Linked DNA regions of Anas platyrhynchos: region 2 is linked to region 1. A link is a contact called in public Hi-C data. All regions are on one chromosome and are shown on one strand. Each heading gives the region's core, a stretch centred on a gene start, on an enhancer-like site or on the middle of the called end of the contact. The rest is flanking DNA. Distances are from core to core; before and after follow the strand shown. Region 1 holds the start of EHMT1 (euchromatic histone lysine methyltransferase 1). Region 2 overlaps EHMT1 (euchromatic histone lysine methyltransferase 1).

Region 1 (4,955 bases), core at 1,212-3,711:
CTCTTAGAAATGGTTCAGGACTGCAGGGAGAAGAGTCCTCCTCCTCCTAAAGCTACCCGCAGTTGTGACCCCAGGGTGCTGTGGCAGCAGAGACCTCAGGGTTTGAGTACTTCGAGCAGTACTTTTGGGGGCAGAAAAGCGATGGATGGGTCTATGTGCCCCTCTGGAAGGGGTGAGAGCTCCGTCCCTCCTGTCCTCTGCCTTGCTGCTGCCCCTTCTCTGCAGCCTCTCTGGTTTCAACCTCTGGGGAGCTCCTGTAGGCCCCTCATTCCCAATTCCTCTTTCTGAAGAGGAGTTGGGAATTTCTTTTTTCTACAACAAAGACCAAAAAAAACCTGGCTTCTGAACCCAGCTCTGGGTAGGAAACGTTAGTATGTAGGAATTCATTTAAATTCCTGGCTCAATTTTTAAAGCAATTGTTTGTTCGGCTTGTTCAAAATGGGGAGGGGAAATGGTGGGGTGTGAGCAAAGCTGGTGAGACAATTGTTTCCAAACTCAGCATTCAATGGAAAATACCAAAAATATCATCACCCCCTTTCTACTGCTGCTGCTTTTTTGTCCGGCATGTCTTTGTCCTTGTCCCGCTCTCCACACGTGCAGCCTCCATAGCTGCGGCTTCCTCCTCGCTGCTTGTGTCCCACCAAGCTCCGCTTTGGCACCTGCTGCTGCTTCCCCACCTGCGTGCCGTGGGGAGGCCGCAGCCTCTGCCCTGCTCCCATCCATCTTCATCAAGCTGTGGGCTGGCTGCGGGCGCTTCCCCCAGCACGCTGCAGCTCCGCTGCCTCCCTTTGTCTGCAGCCTCTCGGCCGGCTCCCGTCCTGCCGGGGCTGCGATTCACGGGGTGCACCAAGGAGCCGGGTGGGCCTGCAGCGCTGGGAGGGCCACAAGGGCTTCGCCTCGACACCTCCTCCAGTTCTTTTTGGTGGACGTTGGCTTCTTTTTTAGCTTTCCGCTGAACTTTCGGGAGTTTTGTAAAAATCTTTTCTGCTTGTGCCTGGGGAAGGAAGTTTTCTCAGACGCAAGATGAGGGGTGCTCTGGGGCTGTTTGGTTTTTAATCCTGTGTTTTAATATACAGAAATACAAATAGACAGAAATTCTGTATTTTAATACATTTCCAGCTGTGTGCAACAGGACCACGTCCCATCCCTCCTCTCTGGAGGGACTGGTGGGGTCAAACGCTGAACGCAGGCGCCCGTCCTTGTCTGGCACCAGTGGCTGTGGTTCCCGGCTCTCGGGGCTCTCCTCACAGCTCTCGGTTTTTGCCAAATTCATTTTTGTTCCGGGGTTTTTAACCACCGAATGTAAAGGGCAGAAAACATAAATAAAGTTCTCCTTTTGTAAGGCCGCGTCTGCCGTTCCTGAGGGGTGGGGGTGGGATTGTGCCGGGCCTTTTGGGGGCCCCGCTCGCACCTCAGGGGCTCGGGGCCCCCTCCCCAGCCCCGGGCCGGGCTCCCCCCGCCGCCCCCCTCGCTGCAGGCGCCTCGCGGCCGGGCGGGGGCAGCAGCGGCCGGCACCGGGCGGAGCTCGGGGGCTGGGCCCCGGTGTGAGGCATTGGGGGGGCCGTGGCCGTGAGGGGACAGGGCCACGGGGACACGGCCACCCCCGCCACCCCGGGAAGGGACACGGTGCCCAAGGAGCCGCTCCCCGGGGGTGATGGCGGTGTCTGGCTGTGGGAATCGCTAATAATGCTCAGCCCCCCCCTGTGCTGCCCAGGGCCGAGGGGTTTGTCCCTGTGTCCCCAAGTCCCCCCCCCCGTGCTGAGCGCTCTGTTCCCACCTGGGCCGTTATCTTCACGAGGGTGAGGGTGAGAGGTGTCCCCGCTTGCCCCGGTGGGGGTCAGGATGTGCTGGGGACCCGCTGGCAGCGCTGGAGCCCCCGCCTTGGACACGGCACCTGTGGGGCGGCCGCATTGCTCCCCTCCTGTCTGTGCCCACCAGACGGTGCCAGCACCTGGTGGTTGAGATCAGCATCCCCGTCCCTGTCCCTGTCCTGTTCTGTCCCCATCCCATCCCCACCTCACCCCCCCCGTTCCTGTCCCTGTCTCCATCCCACCCTGTCCCCATCCTACCCCCGTTCCTGCCCGTGTCCCCATCCTGTCCCCATCCCATCCTGCCCCCATTTCACCCCAATTGCCGCCCCCCCATCCTGCCCCCCTCTCCCACATCCCCACCCCACTCCCGTTCCTGTCCCTGTCCCATTCTGTCCCCATCCTACCCCATTCCTGTGTCCCCATCCTGTCCCCATCCCATCCTGTCCCCATCTCACCCCAATTGCTCTCCCTCCGTCCTGTCCCCCTCCCCCCATCCCCACCCTGTTGCTGTCCCTGTCCCCATCCTCTCCCTGTCCCATCTTGTCCCCATCCTGTCCCCATTACTCCCCCCCATCCCACCCCCATTACTCTCCGTACGGCCCCCTCCCTATGGGCGCCGCCATGTTGCCGTACGGCAAAACCTCCACGCTGGGGGCCGCCATGATGCGCCGCGCATGCGCCCTGCGCACGGAGCGCCTCCATTGAGAAGAACGAGGGGAGAGGGGCGGAGCCGGGGCGCGGGGGCGGGGCTACGCTCCGGGGCTCCGGCCATGGCCACAGCGGATGCCGAGGTGAGTGCGGGCGGCGGCGTCCATCTGCCGGGCGGGGGGGGGGGGGGGGTGTGAAGGGAAGGCGGCCGGGGCTGGGTGGTGGTGAGGGGGGTGGGGGGGGGGGGGGCGCAGTGGTACGGCCCGGTGCCGGCCGCTTGGTGCCGCGGGCCGGGAGGGGGCCGTGCCCCCGCCGCGCCGTGGTTGGGTCCGGCCCCTGCGGGGGGAAGAATGGGGGCGCCGCTGCCATTGTGTGCGGGGGGGGCCCGGGACTCTGTATAAGTCACACCCCTCCGCGGCCCGGCCGGTGGTATGCGCCATGCAGGGTCCGGGGTTCCCCCCCCCCCCTCACATACAGGCGGCTGCGGGGAGCGGCTCCGGCGTTATCCAGGTTCCGGGGCCTCCCCCCCCCCCTTCCATACAAGCGGCGGGGCTCGGGGCGGCGCCATTCAGGGTCCGGGGCCCGGCGGGGCGCTCGCTGCTGCTGCCCAGCGCCATGCAGGGCCCGGGGCCGAGCGGGGCGGGGGCAGCCGCTGCCATGCAGGGTCCGGGGCCCCGGCGCGGCCTCGGGGCGGGCGGCAGCGGCGGGGCCGGGGGGGCCGGGGGCAGCCCTGCTATGGGGGGGGGGGCTGGGGGCTGTGTGGGGCTGTAGGGGCTGAGCGGGGCCGCTCGCACAAAGCCCCGGGGCTGCCTCAGCGGGCACGGCCACGTGTCGGTGACACGGGCACGGCCACCCCCCGGCTGCCCCCGCCCGGCCCCGGCCCTGTCCCAACAGAAATCGGCCTCAGGGTGGGAGCACGGAGACGCCTCTGCTCCCACAGAGCGGGCGGGCACCGGGAGGGGGCCGCCAGGGGGGCCCTGGTGCTCCTGGGGGTGTCCTGGGACGTGGTGCCCGGGGACAGGGTCAGGGGGTGATGGTGGGGGGGGGTCACCACACACCGTGCCCAAAGGGCCGTGCTGGGGCTGCTATGGGGACGCTGTGTGACCCATAGAGCAGCAAGGTTCCCCGTGTCTGAGTGCTGTCCGAGCCTTTCCTCCTTCTGCTCCCTGTTCCGTCACATCCACACCGCAGGGCCTGCTCCCGCTGCCTGGCTTTGGGCTGTGCCAACGGCCGGGTGCTGTGGTGAAATAACAAGCCCACAGGTGGTCCCCTGGCTCCATGGCCTGGTGTTGCCTTCAGCTCCCTTCAGCTGTTGCAGGGCGATGCACGGCCCGCAGCTCCGCAGCTCCTCGTGCCCAGGTTTGGCCGTGAAACGCAGCCACACAGCTCCTGTTAGGGGGCTTCCCCCAGCAGTCCCACCTGGGCCTGCCCTGTGGGGAGCGTTAGGAAGCGTTGCTCTTAGGGCCGGGCTTAATACCCACAGATGTTGCCGTGGATTACAGGGAGGGAACGGTGACTACTTTGGAGTTTAATTCCTCCCCTCCCCCTTACGCTGAGTTAAATCTGGGGCCAGCTCTGGCTTTGCTTGTACCCCTCTGAGGCCAGAGGGTGGAAGCTGGGGGCTGTAAATGCAGCTGGGATGTGGAGCCTGCACTGGGTGCTCTGCACAAGGGCTGGCATCCCACGGCTGCAGTGTGAGACGGAGCAGAAGCGAGGGGCTGTTTGACTCGGTAGCAAGGGGCACAGCGGTGCAGTCCTGGGGGAAGGCGTGAGCCTGGAGCTGGGGGGCTCTGGGGGGCTGGAAAGGCCCCACCGTGTGCCTGCAGCGAGCTCCCACGCCAGCCTCTGCAGGAAGAGCTCCGGCAGCCCGTGGGCTGAAGATAAAACCTTGCGGGACAGAGCAGCTCCTGGCCAAACTGTGAGGCTGGTGCATGAGGGAGAAGCTGTGCAAGCACCAAGGCTTCACCTGCTCTCAGAGGGGAGCCACGGTGGTGGTGCCTTCTGGCCGCCTCGCGGCTGAGCTGCAGTCACTGAGCGCCCCGCTGCAGAGACGGGTTGTGCTGCTGGCTTCCTTTGGCAGGTCCCTCGTATCCCGTCTGCTCTGGTGCTTTTACGTGTTTTAGACCTACTGTGAATGCAGGGCTAAAATTCAAGTTTGAGGGACTGAGTTTACCTCGCTCAGCAAGTTTTAGGATAGCAGAAGTTCACCGAGTTTGACGCTGCTACTCCAGTTCCCATCAGTTCTGGTGTAAAGAGAATCATCTGCCTGTGTGTTTCCCGAAACGATCATTCGGTGTGAGCTTGAAAACACAGATTTCAAGCCACGATGTTTTTCCTCAGGCTCATGCTCACCTCAGGAAGGCTGGTGCCTGCATGCTGAGCAGGAAGCAAGGTGTGCGTGTGGCTTTGAATGAAGTGGTTCTCCTCAGAAGTTACACTGCATTTTTCATCATTTTTTTTTCCTGTTCAGATCTGTAACATCTTTTTTTTTCTGGA
Region 2 (4,516 bases), core at 1,910-4,409, 76 kb after region 1:
GAGTTTGCAGCACTGGCAAAAAGCTCTTGGTGTGTTTGCACGTATGCGTGTGTCATCATTTAGTTGAATTGTAAACAAATTAGTTGGAGTGGGAAGCCTTTTCTCTCAGATCATGCCCTCAAATATGGTTTCCCACATTACAGCCTCCACTCTCTACCCCTTCTTTTCATTTCTGAACGAACTTTGGGTTTATTTTGCTTTTTTTGCAGCTGCTGCAGTATCTCGGAAGAAAAAACGGAGAATGGGAACCTATAGCCTGGTTCCCAAGAAAAAGACCAAAGTGTTAAAACAGAGAACAATGATTGAGATGTTTAAGAGCATAACTCATTCCTCTGCGGGTGCCAAGGTGAGGGGTGCGCTGAGCCTTCTGGGCACTTGTCCTGGCCCCTTGTCCTGGCACACCAACCCCATGGGGAGGTGTGGGAACATGCTGGCTCGTTGCCGCCAGCATCTTCTGTTCTGAGTCTGCATCTCTCTGGTGACAGCATCCTGCTCGCAGCAGCCTCGCTGCTTTGAAAATGGCTTTTTGAGGGTGGCTGTTGAGATACCAGCTCTTAAACATTTCCAGTGAACGTTTCCTTTCTGTCCTGTGAGTGCTGTGGAACTGGAGTTTTCAAGCCTACGCTGTGCGGTAACCTTTTTGTTTTGGAGTCCTCAAGGTTGCTGTCTAGCGTTGCTTGAGGCTGAAAGGCAAAACAAGCAGTTACTTAAAAACAGACCTTAGCCTAGGATTCCCTCCTGATCAGCTTCTGCTCTTGCTGCAGTTTGGGCCCTGAAGTTTTGGTCTTTGAGCACTACGCTTTCATGGAGCGGAGTAAAAATTCCTCACTCTGGTTTAACGTCCCTTCGCATTCCCTAGAAACCTTCTTTGCGCCCTTGGTATTCCACGGTGGAGCTGCCCTTCCACGTTTAAATCAGGCTGCGTGGGCTGGCCGAAAGCTCCTGACCAGCAGCCCTCCCCGTAACGCCTCGTGCAGCCACATGAGGCTGGGATGACTCCTCGTGGTGTCTCGTTCCCCAGATTGACAGGGTTAGGTGGCACACGGCAGGCGCTGGGGCTGGCTTTGCTGGCAGCGTTTAAGAGCTCTGGAGGGACATAAAGCCAGCTTTCCCCTGGCAGCTGTAAGCCTTCTAACACAGAGGCGGTCTGGGATGGGTTCAGCTGCTCTGTGCTATGAATTGATGTTGTCTTTGTGGCTCATGTGCTTGGACAACTTCCAGAGTGAAAAGGACCTAGGTGATGTCAGCCCTCATGTGAATGGGGAAAGCATAGATGTAGACTCTGAAGAGGAAGACTCTGATGAGTTAGAAGAGGAGGATGATCACGGAGCAGAACAGGCAGCTGCATTTCCTGCAGATGATAACAGGACCTCTAAAGACAGCGCGTCTGACGCAGACAATGCCAGAAAGGTATTCACATGCCCCGTGCAGGACTTAGAGCGGGACGGGACACTGCTTACACCCCTGGGATAGGAGTGGCGTCAGTTGAGGCAATTTCTAGGATTTTCTAGTCTGCAAGGTGGCAGAAAGCACAGCGGTGGAAGTGAGGCTTTTGATGACCACTTCCTGCTCCCTCTTTCCCCCGTGAGTCTCCTCACCTGCCCTCCTGTTTCAGCCTTGCTATGTAATGCTCTGTGGTCTAGTGCATGTGCAGGACCCCACGACGTTTAGTTATGTTCCTCACCAAACCAGTAAGAGATGTCTTCCTACCCTTGCTTGTTACAGGCTGGTAAAGCACTAAAATTAGTTTAGTTAACTTCTCCCAAATCACGCTGCGTAGCGTAGGTACGAGGCTGTTTCTGGCTAATCAGAGAAATTGAGATTTGGTTCGGAAACTTTCTTCTGGAGTTGAATGTTTTTTGTTTGGTTTTGTTTTTCTCTTGTACCATCCTGATGGGTGAACCATGTTGTGCATTAACAGCCTTGGAGGTCTTGTCCTGGAGAGGAAACGGCGTTAGTGCACACATGGGCAGCTGGGTGCTGGGGGGTGCGGTGCTCTGGGAGGCCTGGCGTGACTGACTCTTTCTCTTCTTGGGCTGGTGGCTGCAGATGGATGATGGCGAGTCCGAGGAGGAGCAAGAGTCTGGAGAGTCTGTGGAGGAGGAGGAAGATGGAGATGAGTCTGACTTGGTAAGCCCGGCTGCTAAATGCACCTGAAAGCCTTTGTCCTGCTGATAATAATTTCCCCTTTGCACTGCTGCCAGAAAGAGAGAGAAGCAGTGCAGTTTCAGGTCTCTTTGACAAAACTCGCTCGCAGGAGCCGCCCACACACAGAGTATTGTTTTCCACAAGGTGCTTAACCATGATCTGTGATACAATTAATTGCTTTCTGATGCTAATTAATGGGCTTTTGTTTGTTGTTTTCAACAAGGTGTTGACTGCTTTTTATGTTCGAATATTAGTAGAAATATTTAAGTGTCCTTGAATTCTTTGGAGGCAGACTTGGCACGTGGTGCGAGCCAGCAGTGTTTTCTTAACAAGCTGAAGCTCAGCCTGCATTGTCAGAGTCCAGGTGGAGTTGTTCACGAATCTGTTGGGCCAGCCACTGTCCAAATTCACATCTATTTGACGTGTCACCTCACTACCATGTGAGCTGGCAGCCCTTACCGGGGAGATGTACAAACAGCACACAGACAGTGCTAAAGCAAGATTTTCACCAGCTGTTGGTGATTTTTACTTTTAGTTTTTCAGATGGCTGGTGAAGGTAACCTGATACTTTCTTGTTTTTGAAATTGCTGTTCACTGGTTGTCTCCCCGCCCTCCCTTTTACTTTAAAAATTGTGCTCCCTTTTCACAGCATCTCAAGTTGAGGAGCCAGCATTTAAGGCACCCCACTTCAGTCACCTTGAGAAAATTACTGACTTCATTGTCTTGATGGTTTGAGCTGAAGGTAGAAGTAACTAAACCAAATCAATTGTTGAAACTCTGAAGAATCTTGTTCCTTCTCTGGCACTACAAGAGCCAGAGAGGACTAGGCAGGAAGGACTGCGTGGCCTGTGCCTTTCACGGGGCAGCCAAGGCACGTTTGCAGTGCTGGCTCAAGCCAAGGGTTGAGTTTACATTCAAGTCTGAACACCCAACTCATATCTACACATCCTAGACCGTGGTTTTTGCTGTGCTCATATCTGGTGAGTCAGTCAGCAACCCAGACAGGGACTGGCTCAAACGCAAACCTCTCACCCACGAGCGCTGTGACGCAACTGCTGGAAGCCACGTGGCGAGGCAGAGGCGAGCCCGTGCTCGGGCACAGTTATCCTCAGGGCAGTGCAGACAGCGCCGCGGAGCTGCCCGGGAGCCAGCACTCAGCACCACCTTTGCCCGGCTGTGCTCAGGGTGCAGCACCCGCTTCCTGTTGAAGCTAGGCCATGAAGGTAGGGCCTGATCCAGCCTCTCTTGAAGGCAGCAGCAGCTTTTTTATAGGCTTCAGTGGGTGACGGTTAGCCCTCAGGAGCCGGCAGTTTCAGTCTGAACACGGTTGTTATGGCTGGAGCTTTGAACACCGGGTTACAGGGTTGGGGTGCCCGGTTCCCTGTTCTGATGTTGACTTTGAAAACCCACCCCAGGCACCTGTATTTTCTGCATCTAAAACAAACATACAAAAACCCTAAACCCTGTCTAGATTCATACATGCCTGAAGGTTGCTGCGTGGTCAGGCTGTGCTGACGTGACACCCAGTACCTTGCTCAGGGAGGGGGCCTGTCTGCTGTTGTAGGGTTAAACTCCCCAGGGTCTGTCCCAACCCTGTTAAGCTGGCTCTTTTAGGTACAAGACAGCTTTGTGTTTTTTCCTAGCACGACTTTGGAGCTATGTGAATATTTTAGTTTGAAAAAAACTTTTCTGGGGAGAAGCTAAAAGTGTGTGTGTAACTGCACACTTACCCTGCTGCACAGAGGTGCTCGGCTACTCCTGTGATGAGTGTGGCGTAAGAGCCTACATGGAAGAGAAAGTGAAGCACGCACTATTGAAATGACAGGAAATACACCCACACGTGTGCTTGTGTTTCCTTTTTGGCGCTATAAAGGCATCTTTGCACCACTTGATTTCAAACCCCCAGTCCCGAAGGCCTTTTCACACAACTCAGGCTGTGTGGGGCTCTTCCACATGGGCGCAAAGGACTGCGGGGGTGCTGGTACCAACATGCCTGACATGCCCGTGGCCTCTCTGGTTATTCAGAGCTCGGAGTCCAGCATCAAGAAGAAGCTGCTGAAGAGGAAAGGAAAGACGGACAGCCCATGGCTGAAACCCACCCGCAAGAGGAGACGGAGGAATAAAAAGAAACAAGCCAGTGTGCTAGGTAACTGATTGTGTTTTCTTCTTTAATTGCACAGAAGGTAGCCTTCCAGGGGGTAAGGACCCAAGGCCCAAAAGGCAGGGGCTGTAGGCAGAGCTCTTTGATCCTTTTGAGGGTAGGCTGCATGGTGAACCGGGGTCTGAGCTTGTATCTCACTACGCTCACGTGAGGCTCACGTCCACACTTTTTACAGCAGTTTAGCTATGAGGCAACTTCATCATTGGC

The links. Hi-C and Micro-C count contacts between places; a contact is called where the count stands out from the background.
Region 2: a Hi-C map of skeletal muscle shows a contact between it and region 1, with 2.2 times the contacts expected there. The contact joins the enhancer-like site here to the promoter of EHMT1 in region 1. A contact is called at or near these places in 2 of 8 Hi-C or Micro-C datasets (skeletal muscle and subcutaneous adipose tissue).

Annotation. Positions count from the first base shown.
Region 1 is chr18:4,813,000-4,817,954 of IASCAAS_PekinDuck_T2T, forward strand. EHMT1 (euchromatic histone lysine methyltransferase 1) reads left to right here and starts at 2,462. Exons shown (of 25, transcript XM_072025447.1): 1 at 2,462-2,602. The coding sequence starts at 2,486. It overlaps LOC119713115 (a long non-coding RNA gene), which reads right to left and starts at 2,534. Exons shown (of 3, transcript XR_011804037.1): 1 at 2,445-2,534; 2 at 1,778-1,951; 3 at 502-1,359.
Region 2 is chr18:4,888,577-4,893,092 of IASCAAS_PekinDuck_T2T, forward strand. EHMT1 (euchromatic histone lysine methyltransferase 1) reads left to right here. Exons shown (of 25, transcript XM_072025447.1): 5 at 210-346; 6 at 2,050-2,130; 7 at 4,174-4,294. Among named protein-coding and RNA genes, the nearest start is that of EHMT1, 75 kb to the left of the region's middle. Within about 2 kb of position 3,160, at least 8 of the 8 cell types and tissues checked have an H3K27ac peak or open chromatin away from gene starts, as enhancers often do. A contact at or near this core is called in subcutaneous adipose tissue, where this site is marked.